Linked DNA regions of Mus musculus: all the other regions are linked to region 4. Evidence: chromatin contacts called from public ChIA-PET and HiChIP or PLAC-seq data. All regions are on one chromosome and are shown on one strand. Each heading gives the region's core, a stretch centred on a gene start, on an enhancer-like site or on the middle of the called end of the contact. The rest is flanking DNA. Distances are from core to core; before and after follow the strand shown. Region 1 overlaps Mthfsl (5, 10-methenyltetrahydrofolate synthetase-like). Region 2 overlaps Snx14 (sorting nexin 14). Region 3 overlaps Nt5e (5' nucleotidase, ecto). Region 4 holds the start of Snhg5 (small nucleolar RNA host gene 5).

Region 1 (2,823 bases), core at 59-2,558, 190 kb before region 4:
AAACCGACTCCAGCAACTTGACTTGAGATTTCCTACATGTTTAGTAACATGTGATTCCTTCCCCAGTAACTAACAGAATAACCAACCAAATGAGTAAATAGAGGCATACTCAAAGAGTGAACATCATGGCCAGACCAGCAGAGGATTGGGTGGGGCGGCGTTCGTTGCACCTCTTTATTGATTCCTCCTTCCAGTATGGCCACAGTGGATTAATCTCCTCTCTCTGTTTTGTACTGTTGTCTGTGTAATTGACCTTTTGAGGGCAGTGGCTGAGCCTGGCTTGTTTTGCTTGCCAGGGTCTATGCTCTGACCCTAATAACTTTCGCAACATGTTGATTCAAACTGGAAAGTTCTCAAAGTAAATCTGAATTTATTATAAGTTCAGACAATACTAATATAGATGAATAGATGATCAGTCCTTTATACATGAAGAACACCTGAATTAAAAACTTACAAAGAATACATGGGGATTATTTTATAGATGCTGTGATTTTTTTTTATTATTTATATCATATGTAAAATGTCAACATTATCTCTGATTTGGTCAGGGCCTTCCTGCATGATGGTCCTGGGATTTTCAGTCTCTCGGGGCTGGTTTTGGGAAAGTCATTGAGTTAAGAGAATCATGGGATGCTGCCTGGCTGCTGATGTTGCCACACTTGCAGTGGAGGCTGAGGATTGGCTTGGAGGCCTTGTGTATTTGTGATGGGTATTGTGTTAAAGGTTGGTAAGAAGCAGAATTTGCAGTTTTGTTAATGGAGTATTTAGGATCAAAAGCTTGGTTTCTAGAAGCACAACAAGCCAGGCTTGCCCCCTCCCCCCATCCCCAGTTCCTTCATGGGAAAAGCAGAAAAGAGGTTCCTCGCCAACTGGCACCAGGCTTTAACCTTTCCCTCCTTGCAGCATGATATTACTAGGAAATTCTAATTCCCTGTCAGTAAGTGCTTCTGTATCCTAATAGCCACTGGATGATCACAACTGTCTCGCTTTAGACTGTGCCACTCCTGCGAGATGGCAGATCTTGACCTACTGCACCATGGTTCTTTCTGTGCCCTGGGGTACATTGAGATCATTGTTATGCCTCAGATCAGATGAAGTTAATACTTTTGCTATATCTCCTCTTTTGTATGCTGAACAAATGTGTTAATTATTAGACTGAAGCCAGGGATGTCCATAGTCCTGGGGACCAGGCCATACTGTCTCAGCTACTTGCAGAAACTCAGGGACACCGCCACGCAGATGACTGCCGCATACTCAGGAGAACTCTTGGTTTTGGTTTAGTTTATATTAAGCAGTGACTCAGGGACACTGCCACACAGATGACTGTCACATGCTCAGGAGAGAACACTTGGTTTTGGTTTAGTTTATACTAAGCAAAGAAGAGAGTTGCTAAAGATCCGGCACGATTTGCTGTTTTCAGTGTGATTTGTAGCAGCACTGCTCTTACAGGAAGTGTTTTAGCAAACCTTTAACCACATCTCCTTCACACAACAGAAACATTGTTGATTTTACTGAAGTTTTGACATGGCTTGTTTTAGCTAAAAGTAAATCAAGGCTGTTGTCATTGTCATATGTGCACATTTATCTATTTTGATGGCTCTTGGAGTAGCTTCCTTCTTTGGATTATAGAGAAAATTCCCTCCATGTAGGAATTGCAGAAAGCAGAACAATTTCTTACCATCTTTATACAGTCTCTCCCTTATTCCGATGAGTTAGCTGTAGCCCAGAGAGGTCAAGTGACTTTTTGGAGGACACACAGGCAGTTAACGAGAGGGGGAGGCCATCCAGTTCTCTAGTTTTCCACTCTAGTGCCATCCCCAGCCCCTTTGTCTTGAGGTCTCGTAGCCCAGGCTGGCCTAGAGCTCACTGTGTAGCCGAGGATGACTTTGGTGGCTACTCTCCAGACACGTGGTGGTATCTGCCACCTTGCCCAGTTTATGCACTGCTGGAGATGGAACTGGAGCTTACCATACTCAAAAAGGAGACAAAGGTATGTATGAGGTAGATAAGGCACAGCCTGAAAGCTACCGTTTCACAGAAAGTATACAAACCGAGAACAGAGCACAGTCAACAGACCACTGTGGTATTATTGAGTGAAGTGGGCAATGAGCTATGAGATGCAGTGGAAAGTGAAATGTATCTTGTGATTACCTGTCCCATTATTTCGGGCTAAGCAGTGAAGTTCACTTGGTGAAATTTAGAATTATCAGAGTATAGTGGCTCAGCTAGCCCGGACCATTTACCAAAACTCTGGCATGAAGCCATTTATCGTATTATATAGGGCAGAGTTTTGTAACTTCAATCCATGACTCATTAATGGCTTTGTTTGATTTTGAGACAGAATTTCATGTAGCCCAGGCTGGCCTTACTTGCTACTTCACTGAATGTGATGACTTTGAACTTTTTAACTTGCTTGCACCTTTCAGATGCTGAGGCCACAATGCATGCCACTGTCCCCATGTGTTTAGTGCTGGAGATCAACCTGGGGCACTGTGTGTGCTTGGTAAGCATTATACCAACAGCTTCCTCATCAGTCACCACACTGGTTTGTTTTGAGACAGAGTCTTCCTAGGTTGCCCAGAGTGTCCTTACATTTACGATGCTTTATCCCCAGTCTTTGGAGTTGGGGTACCAGGATGTGCAGTTCTATACCTGGCATCAGTGGGCTTTAATTTCCTTAAGAAGTATTAAAAACCAAACCAGAAAGAAATTGGGAGGAAATGTTTATTTAGGTGTGCTGATCATGAAATGGATCTGATATTTTTCTTCCAGTAAGTTCTAAAACACTGTAAAGCTATTGGCTTAGATGTCTTTCTCAAAAGG
Region 2 (2,700 bases), core at 110-2,609, 140 kb after region 4:
ATATACTTGCGTATAAATTGGAGAATAATTGTATACATTTCCTGTACTCATTTTTAGATGCTATATTTTGTGAAAATACTGAACCTCGCTCTCTCCAAGATAAGCAAAAAGGAGCAAAACAGACTTTTGAAGAAATGATGAATTACATTCCAGGTATGATATTTAAATAACTCAATTGTATATAGATTGGCACCACTTTGAAGTTGCAGTATAATTATTGAAACTAATTGTTATTGTTAGTTTTTATTTTAGAAATAATATAACTCATTAGAAAACGTAATTTGGCCAGGCAGTGGTGGCACATGCCTTTAATCCTAGCACTTGGGAGGCAGAGGCAGGTGGATATCTGAGTTCAAGGCCAGCCTGGTCTACAGAGTGAGTTCCAGGACAGCCAGGACTATAGAGAGAAACCCTGTCTCGAAAAAAAAAAAAAAAAAAGAAAATTAAAGAAAAGAAAAGAGAAGAAAAGAAAAGGTAACTTGTCCGTTTGTTGATACTACTAATACTGTCTGTTTGAGATAGATTCTTGAGCTGTAGCACAGACTAGCCTTGATCTTGCAACAGTTCTTTTGCTTCAGTCTTTGTAGTGCTGGTGTTACCTGTAGGAGACTTTAGGCTCACCCCTAAAATTTAGGACACGGGTTTTTCTACTCACACACTAATCAGGGCTTTATGATTTGTCTGCTGTGTGACCCTAGCTGGCTTGGAGCTTACTGTGTAGACCAGGTTGGTCTCAAATTTGCATTTATCCTCCTGCTTCTGCTTCCCAAATGGTGAGATTAGAGCTGTCCAGCATATCTGGTCATAGACATCTTTTCTGTATGGTTTTATGTGTCTATATAAAGAGGGAGTTTAAATCCTGTTGTTTGGGGTGCTGAGGGACAGCTCGGTTGTTGAGCACATGCTGTTGTTGCAGAGACCATCACATTAGTTAGTGGCTTAGAGTTGCCTGTAACTCCCACCTCTCTGGCCTCTGTGGGCACTTACACTCAGGTGCACATCTCTCTTCACAAACACAACACATCATTCAAAATACATAGTTTAAAAATTGGTTTTGTTTTACCCTGATGTATAATAAAATATGTTTTCTAAGTCTCTTTTATCACTTAGTGGTAGTTGGTTTATATACTATAGTATATCCTGTGCATTGTGAACTTCTGAAAGGGGGATTAATAATAACTACTACTTTTTTTTTTTTTTTTTTTGACCCGACCATGAGACTTGTTTCTAGGAGGTTCTTGTAGAAACTGGTTTGAGAAATACTGACTTGGAGCTTTTATGTGGTGTCTGTGAACAGAGGAGGCATGTGGCTTTTAAGAGGCGGTTGGTGGTGAGTCACTGTGAGCTGTTTCATATGTGGCTTTCCTGTTTAGATCTGATAGTCAAGTGTATCGGTGAAGAAACCAAGTACGAAAGCATCAGACTCCTGTTTGATGGCCTGCAGCAGCCAGTGCTCAACAAGCAGGTAAGGGAGGTGGTGGGCGTTGGTGTGGCTGCTGAGCAGCGGGATGTCTGGTTTATTACCTGTGTGAGTCACTACACGACATCTAGCCCATCATTAAAATAATCTAAACGTTCAGATGGGAAAATCTGTATGTACTGTTTCTGCTGGTTCTCTTACTTCTTTGTGATATGCATGGTTGCTTAAAGTTAATATATCTTCTACCAGAAAATTTTAGATGTTTAGAAAATTTCTGACATAGTATAAACATTTTGCTAATTTAAGTCAAAGAATACCAGTTAACATTTTTATATATATAGTCGCTATATATTTTGTTGAAATGTTAATATAATATCAGTTTCATACTTGTTTATTTAAAATTTGTTCAAAACAATTTACATAGAATGGGTGAAGCATAGTAATGCCAGTTATTTTATTCACAAAGGTCTCTACTATGCATGTAAGGATGGAGCATTGTCGGTGGTGTTAGAGACACCTTTTTGCGTGTTTTGCATTGCCGTTACGTTTCCCGCTGACTTGCGTAGAGATTTACCGTGGTCCTGGCTCCCGTGCCTGTAACTTTTCTGTCTAGTTCCTTACATTTTGTTACATGTCTTTGTGCTGCAGCTGACCTATGTGTTGCTGGACATTGTGATACAGGAGCTGTTTCCAGAGCTAAATAAGGTAACTGGGAAGCAGGAATTTCTTCATTCTCCTTTGGAAAGTATATGGACATTTAACCAGAGATGAAAATGGTAGTAAGCCATTGTGACTGCAACCATTTGAAAGCTGAACAGCTTGACACAAGTGGCCTTTTGTAGTGTCCTCATCTAACACGACTGTCCAGACGTAGACTAGATTTGAGGTAACAGACCCTGGCCAGTCTCTGCCTTCAAGTTCTTAGTTCCTCCTTACCATACAAGCAGATAAGGGCCCTTTACTGTGCTTTCAGCTGAATATGTGACTAATCTTATCATCAGAATGGGCCTAGCTGTTCAGATTATCATCTGCAACATTTTCTGCTATATAAATCAGAGACGAATGTTTTTTCAACATGGATCTGTGAGTCCAAGAACACAAAATGATTTGGAGTTAGAGCATGGTGTTCTTACTATATTTAATATTGAGGATGTTGAACTTTTCTTCTTTCTAAATACAATTTAAAATTTTGTTCTTCGAACATTTCATGCACGTATACCGTGTACTTATCCATCTACCCTTTAATGGCCTAACTCCCTCTGGACCCCCTCTCTCTAATC
Region 3 (2,700 bases), core at 4-2,503, 170 kb after region 4:
CTCACCCAGTGCTAATAATGAGTGCCTTGGGCTCTGGGTAGCATAGGCCCTGGGAATCCTATGCTGAGACATAAACAAGGCCTCCAAGCCTGGAGCCCAAACTTAGCAAGTCTTCAGTGGTCACGAGGGGACCACCGACATGGCGTCCTGAAGTCTCACCCAGCACTCTATTGCAAGGCAGTCCTCCAGTTGACCTAGATGCTCTCAGGTTAGTTTCTAAGAACCGGCACTAAAATGAAAGTGTCCCAAATGCAAAAGTCTCATAAAGAGGTTTCAAGAGGGAAGTCTGCAAAGCCCAGTGTAAAAAGAGTTTCTCCAAACAGCAGACTAAGGGAGACACAGCCATCGACCATTCGTGCACAGGGCTCCACTTCCCTGATGGAATTACTGAGTCCTGACTCCATGCTAACTCCGCAGATGCAAAGTATGGATGATAAATCCCAGCATGAAAGCTCTGTGGCCATGGAGGCTGCAAAAGAGCAGGTGGGAAGTTAGCAGCTGGCTTGCCAGGGCTGAAGTAGCTTAAGTCTGCACTGAAAACGGCAATGCTGTGCTACCGTTGCCTGTCACAGGAATGCCAGGGATGATCTGATTCTTGTCTGTAACCCCGATAAGCTTGGGGTTCCCTGGACAGCCCTCAGTGCTGAGTCCATCACTTGCGGGGAAGTCCTGGTGGCAGGAGCTTGAAGCAGCTGTCATATGACATCCACGGTTAGAAAGCAGAGAGTCATAAGAGGGGAAACTCTTTTCTTTTATTCAACCCAGGACCCAACCCTAGGGAATGGTGCCATCTTTATGGTGGATTGTCCCACCTTAATTAAGACAACACCTCACAAGCATTCCTGGGGACTTGTCTCCTAGGTGACTCTTGTGAGGTTGACCATTCATACTAACCATCACAGCCCTCTTTTCTATCAGCCTTCTTTGGATATTTCTCTAGAATAGCAAGATGCACCCCTCCTTCTGCTATGCAGCCCCTTCCCCTCCTGCCTCATTCCTCTTCATTCTATCTTCTGACACAGCCTCATTTACTTATTCTCTCACTGAAAATGTGAGCACAGGGAGAAACAGACTTCTTGATTGGCATTTCTAGCGCCTAGAACAGTGTGAGGCACAGAGCATCTCAGGGGAGGGGCGGAGAGGGGCAGAGAGGGGCGGGGAAGGGTGAGGAGGGGCAGGAGGAAGGATGTGGATAGAATGTTGCTATCCTCTCCTTTGGATCCTGCCCAGCAACAAAACAGTTCTGAGAAAAGCTTCAGGTCTGGACACCACATGTATAGCTCTCATGGGATGTATTTTAGAATGCATGCACGCACACAGCAGGGGTGGGGGATTTCAAACTAAATGTGCTAGGAATTGATGTTATTCATGTGTACGTGCTCCGAGCACTACAATTAGGAAAACTGTTTTGCTGGGGACCAGAGATCTCTGGGGGCTGCTTGTGCCAGGCTTCACTTACAGTTTTGAACACACAGAATTAAACAGAGACACTGTTTAGTCAACAAAGAAGTTCACCGAGCAGAGACAGCGATGCCCTTCAGAGGATAACTGAGAACAACACAGAATCTGCCACCGTGGCTTACTAATCACCATCCTTCATCTGCCACAGACCATAAAAACTTGGCCGGCCAAGCTTTTCCACATCTATTCCCAAGCTATAAGGACCGTGAAAGTAGAAGATACCTGGATTTGAGAGGAAAGGGGTTTCCTTTGAAGTATATCCAACAATCCCCACAACCTCACCGCCAACAGAGAGAACTTTAGATGGCAGAAAAAGTCCAGATATCTGATGTGCTAGAGGCCCCCGTGCCTTAATGTTTGCGCTCAGAATTGGAAATTTAACGTTTCTGAGGAGGGGATCAATCAGTCCTTCCACACCGTTATCAAATTCATGATTTCCCAGTGCCTAAGTAAAACAGAAAAGAAAAAAGAAAAAAAAAGAATTAAGTATCTGGAATTTTCCAATAAAAGCATATTTTAAAGTATATCATGTTAGCCCAGTGGCACCAAAATGGGCTGGCCTCTATGACACCTGACCACATACATGTTCTAGTGTTCTCCTTACCTCCAAAGGGGCCCCTTGGGCTGAGCCCAGAGACACGTAGATCACAGGTAGGTACAGCATTGTTGCCCTGGGCGCCTCATCCAGTGAAGCTGCTGTGAATGTGTGCATTTGGGACTCCCTGTCCCAGCCCCCTCCAGCCAGATGGCTCACAGACCACCTTTACCAGGGCCTACCCAGCTCATCTTCATTGTTTTCGGGAGTTAGCCCACAGGTCAGGCCCAGACCAGAATGCAGACACCCCCAGAACCCCCTTTCATTGCTTCCCTTGGGTCACATCTCAAGTCCTCACAACTGCTATACTCAAGGACTTCTCCAATTCATCTAGGCGAATCAGGCCTGACAGAAGTCTCTGTTAGACTGGGCATTGATCACCCCTGTACCCCGAGCAGGATAGAAAGCCATGAGAACATTACAGGTACGTGGAAAGAGAAAGAAGTCACTTGCTTTGGCGTCTGGAGGAAGCCTTCTGCCAGCTGAGAATCAAGAATTTCAGCCCAATGAACAAAGTTGGCTGTGAAGGTTGCAGACAGAGGGACAATAGGCCTTTTATATAGGAAAATTTTTGTTATCAAATAGAAATGTTAAAATAGCAATGAACTGTGCTTAAGGCTTGCTTTTATCCTTTCCTAGGTATT
Region 4 (2,818 bases), core at 140-2,639:
GGATCTCCTAGACTTGTGCTCAGCCAGTCTAGCCTGATTCCTGAGCTCCAGATCAGTAAGAGGCCCTATCTCAAAAGGGAATAAATGGTGCTTGCGAGGATAACACCTAAGGCTGCCCTTCAGCCTCTGCATGCATGTGTGTACCTGGGCACATAGATTTAAAAAGAACCAAATTAAGACCACAGGCTTGAAATGTAGCCCAGAGGCACAGTCCTTAACCAGATGCTGTGACAAGCTTTTACCATGTGATTCTATTCCCTACCTTCTTTCTATGGCAAACCTTATGTGATGTTCTTACCCAAACGGCTTTTATTCACTTATTACCATTACTATCACATGTGTGCATGATGTGTGTGAGGGCATGCATGCCACAGTCTATAAGTATGGTGATCAGAGGATAACTGTTAATGTAAACTGACAGCAAATGCACACATAATTAGTAAAAAATGCTACAAAATAAAGACCCGAGCTTCCAAGTGCTAAAATATCCAAATGTGTGTATCCATACATTTAAATTACTTTGAATTATATATTTGACCTTTGAAGTCTTAAGTTTTTTTCTGCAGATAATTTAGAAGGGAGAAACTTAAAAAATAGCAAAGGATAGCTATGTGACCTTAGGCCAACTGGCGGCTTTTGACTTGCTTTCTCCTCTGTGAAACGGAATGTTTAACTTCTCAGCATTCTGACAGTATAACTGTCACTAGTGTCTGTTTCCCGGAGTGGGAGACTTGGGGGGGCGGGGGAATCTGGTGTTGGACCTGGTTGAGCGCCCAAGCAGGCGTTGGATAAGCCTGCACTGGACAGCATGGCTGTCTGCAGACCAGCGGCACCCCCAGAATGCAGGAAGGATAAACGGAGAGCTTTTCGGTTTTCACCCGCGTAATTCTGTCCTCCCAGGTCCCTTCGGCTGCCCCGCTGAATACACAAGCGCAGCGCTGGCCACCGTAGCAACCAAGCTTCTCCACCAGCGGCGCTCAAAGCTGCCTGCGCGGCGAAGTCAAGGCCACTCCCTGCCGCCGACCGTCCGTGTCGACTAGGCTCGAAGCAGGCGGTGACCTCGCCTCCAACTGCGGCAGTTCGTTTGAATTCTGGCGCCACTCCCACGCCACGTCGAGCTGAGCCACCCCGCCAGACTCGGAAGAGACCGGTGGCGGCGAGCCAGCGGGAGCGCGCGCAGCAACGGAGATGCACGCGGCGGCGGGCGGGCGGCGCGCACCACGCCCCGGAATGGCCTGTAAAAAAAAAAAGAGGTCCAAGGCGCGCGCTCCCACGCGTTGCTTCATGAAAAGCCACGCCCCCACGTACTCTCGCGTCCAATCAGTGACAGAGGGAGGGGCAGCCTCGATCTCGCACAAAGGAGACTATAAAAGGAGCTGCGGTGAACCGGGCTCGTTCTTTTACGACGGAGCCTAAGATATTCTTTGTCTTGTCGGTGAGTGAGTTACAGTCGGATGACCAAGTGAAATATAGGGGTGCAACGAGGATTTGGAGGCTTCTGAGACTTGAACTTAGGGTACTGGTGTAAACTTCCTCGGAGAAGTGCGCAGCAGCTAATGATATTTCGGGATTGGAGTCTGGGCCCCAGTGAGATTCGTACTAAGCGGCCTGACTGAAGGCCGCATGCGTTCTAGTTCCTGAGTCCCCGCGTGGGTAGGTTTTTACAGCAGGGTTTGCAGCCTTTTGTGCTGTTCCGAAGGTACTAGAGTCACCGAAAGAGACATCCTATTATATGCACGTTCACAAGGACAATGGCGCCATTGTTCTTCGCGTCTTCAAAGCAGCTACAAGAAGAAACCAAGGTAAAGGCGATGCAGCTTCTATATTTTAAGAATATTGTTATAGTGCAATAGGAAGTGATGTGTGATGCTTAAATTTTGTTTTTTGATTTTTCATTATATTAGATGGAGGGGAGCCCAAAGCATCTGAGAGAATTGATAAATGAAAGAAACATGCTTAAAACATGACCGTTTTAAAGGGTGTGTATTGAAGCCTAGATTTTTTCCCTTGTAAGCATGCAAACATACCGTTGTGAAGTAAGAATCCGGGTTCCTGGAAATGTATTGTGAAGTAGTCCTGGCCAAACTACTCTGGCCTTTGCAATTTGGAGTGACTGTTGTGAATGCATGGTGTACAAATTGATTGTACAAACAGTTGTGAGACATACCGGGTCAGAACAGTGATGAAATACATCCCGAAGATGATGACCTGAAGATAAATGCAGCTTCTGAGAGAAGACCATTGTGTTTAAGTGGTAGTCTTGTTAATGCAGTTCTTACTCATAGCATGTCATGGTACCTCTTTCTGTAGTGAATGCTGACCAGTGAGATGCCAGCCTGCGTGTGAAGATCCTACAGCAGAAGTGCATGTGAGTGGTGCTCTGTTTTGTTTTCTGCTGAGCTTACTGTCGTTGGTCTAGTCTATGATGATCCTATCCCGAACCTGAATTCCTGTTGAAAAACCATAATTACGGATCTGGCTTCTGAGATGGACCATTGCAAAGGACTATTGTGTTCTTCTTTAATGTTGGCAATGACGTAATGCCTGTGTTTTTGTTTTTATATTTTAGGGCCAGTGACACAAGAACTTGCGAGAGATGCCAGTCCGCCTGTGAAGATCCTGCAGCAGGAGTGCATGTGAGTGGTGCTCTGTTTTGTTTTCTGCTGAGCTTACTGTCGTTGGTCTAGTCTATGATGATCCTATCCCGAACCTGAATTCCTGTTGAAAAACCATACTTACGGATCTGGCTTCTGAGATGGACCATTGCAAAGGACTATTGTGTTCTTCTTTAATGTTGGCAGTAACATAATGCCTGTGT

The links. ChIA-PET counts read pairs in DNA pulled down with a chosen protein or histone mark. HiChIP or PLAC-seq counts read pairs in DNA pulled down with a chosen protein or histone mark.
Region 1: an RNA polymerase II ChIA-PET map of memory CD8 T cells shows a contact between it and region 4, with 12 read pairs. The contact joins the enhancer-like site here to the promoter of Snhg5 in region 4. A contact is called at or near these places in 2 of 115 datasets of contacts at active chromatin or transcription factors (effector CD8 T cells and memory CD8 T cells) and 2 of 9 other capture datasets (adipose tissue and liver).
Region 2: an RNA polymerase II ChIA-PET map of memory CD8 T cells shows a contact between it and region 4, with 210 read pairs. The contact joins the enhancer-like site here to the promoter of Snhg5 in region 4. A contact is called at or near these places in 3 of 39 promoter capture datasets (the HPC-7 cell line, embryonic stem cells and neutrophils), 1 of 15 datasets of contacts at CTCF or cohesin (the NIH/3T3 cell line), 2 of 484 Hi-C or Micro-C datasets (the G1E-ER4 cell line and embryonic stem cells) and 4 of 115 datasets of contacts at active chromatin or transcription factors (the 230-238 cell line, the SCID.adh cell line, embryonic stem cells and 1 more).
Region 3: an H3K4me3 HiChIP or PLAC-seq map of the 230-238 cell line shows a contact between it and region 4, with 19 read pairs. The contact joins the enhancer-like site here to the promoter of Snhg5 in region 4. A contact is called at or near these places in 2 of 115 datasets of contacts at active chromatin or transcription factors (the 230-238 cell line and the SCID.adh cell line) and 2 of 9 other capture datasets (adipose tissue and pancreatic islet).

What each region holds. Positions count from the first base shown.
Region 1 is chr9:88,708,521-88,711,343 of GRCm38.p6, reverse strand. All of the region lies in intron 2 of Mthfsl (5, 10-methenyltetrahydrofolate synthetase-like), which reads left to right. Among named protein-coding and RNA genes, the nearest start is that of Mthfsl, 9.9 kb to the left of the region's middle. Within about 2 kb of position 1,308, at least 46 of the 459 cell types and tissues checked have an H3K27ac peak or open chromatin away from gene starts, as enhancers often do. A contact at or near this core is called in adipose tissue, effector CD8 T cells, liver and 1 more, where this site is marked.
Region 2 is chr9:88,378,935-88,381,634 of GRCm38.p6, reverse strand. It overlaps Snx14 (sorting nexin 14), which reads left to right. Exons shown (of 29, transcript NM_001359958.2): 26 at 58-153; 27 at 1,374-1,465; 28 at 2,069-2,125. Among named protein-coding and RNA genes, the nearest start is that of Nt5e, 53 kb to the right of the region's middle. Within about 2 kb of position 1,359, at least 95 of the 459 cell types and tissues checked have an H3K27ac peak or open chromatin away from gene starts, as enhancers often do. A contact at or near this core is called in the 230-238 cell line, the G1E-ER4 cell line, the HPC-7 cell line and 2 more, where this site is marked.
Region 3 is chr9:88,351,469-88,354,168 of GRCm38.p6, reverse strand. It overlaps Nt5e (5' nucleotidase, ecto), which reads right to left. Exons shown (of 9, transcript NM_011851.4): 2 at 1,684-1,906. Among named protein-coding and RNA genes, the nearest start is that of Nt5e, 25 kb to the right of the region's middle. Within about 2 kb of position 1,253, at least 19 of the 459 cell types and tissues checked have an H3K27ac peak or open chromatin away from gene starts, as enhancers often do. A contact at or near this core is called in the 230-238 cell line, where this site is marked.
Region 4 is chr9:88,521,468-88,524,285 of GRCm38.p6, reverse strand. Snhg5 (small nucleolar RNA host gene 5) reads left to right here and starts at 1,389. Exons shown (of 5, transcript NR_040721.1): 1 at 1,389-1,802; 2 at 1,905-1,979; 3 at 2,311-2,368; 4 at 2,570-2,636. LOC115487267 (a small nucleolar RNA gene) reads left to right here and starts at 2,418; the gene lies at 2,418-2,489. LOC115487269 (a small nucleolar RNA gene) reads left to right here and starts at 2,686; the gene lies at 2,686-2,757.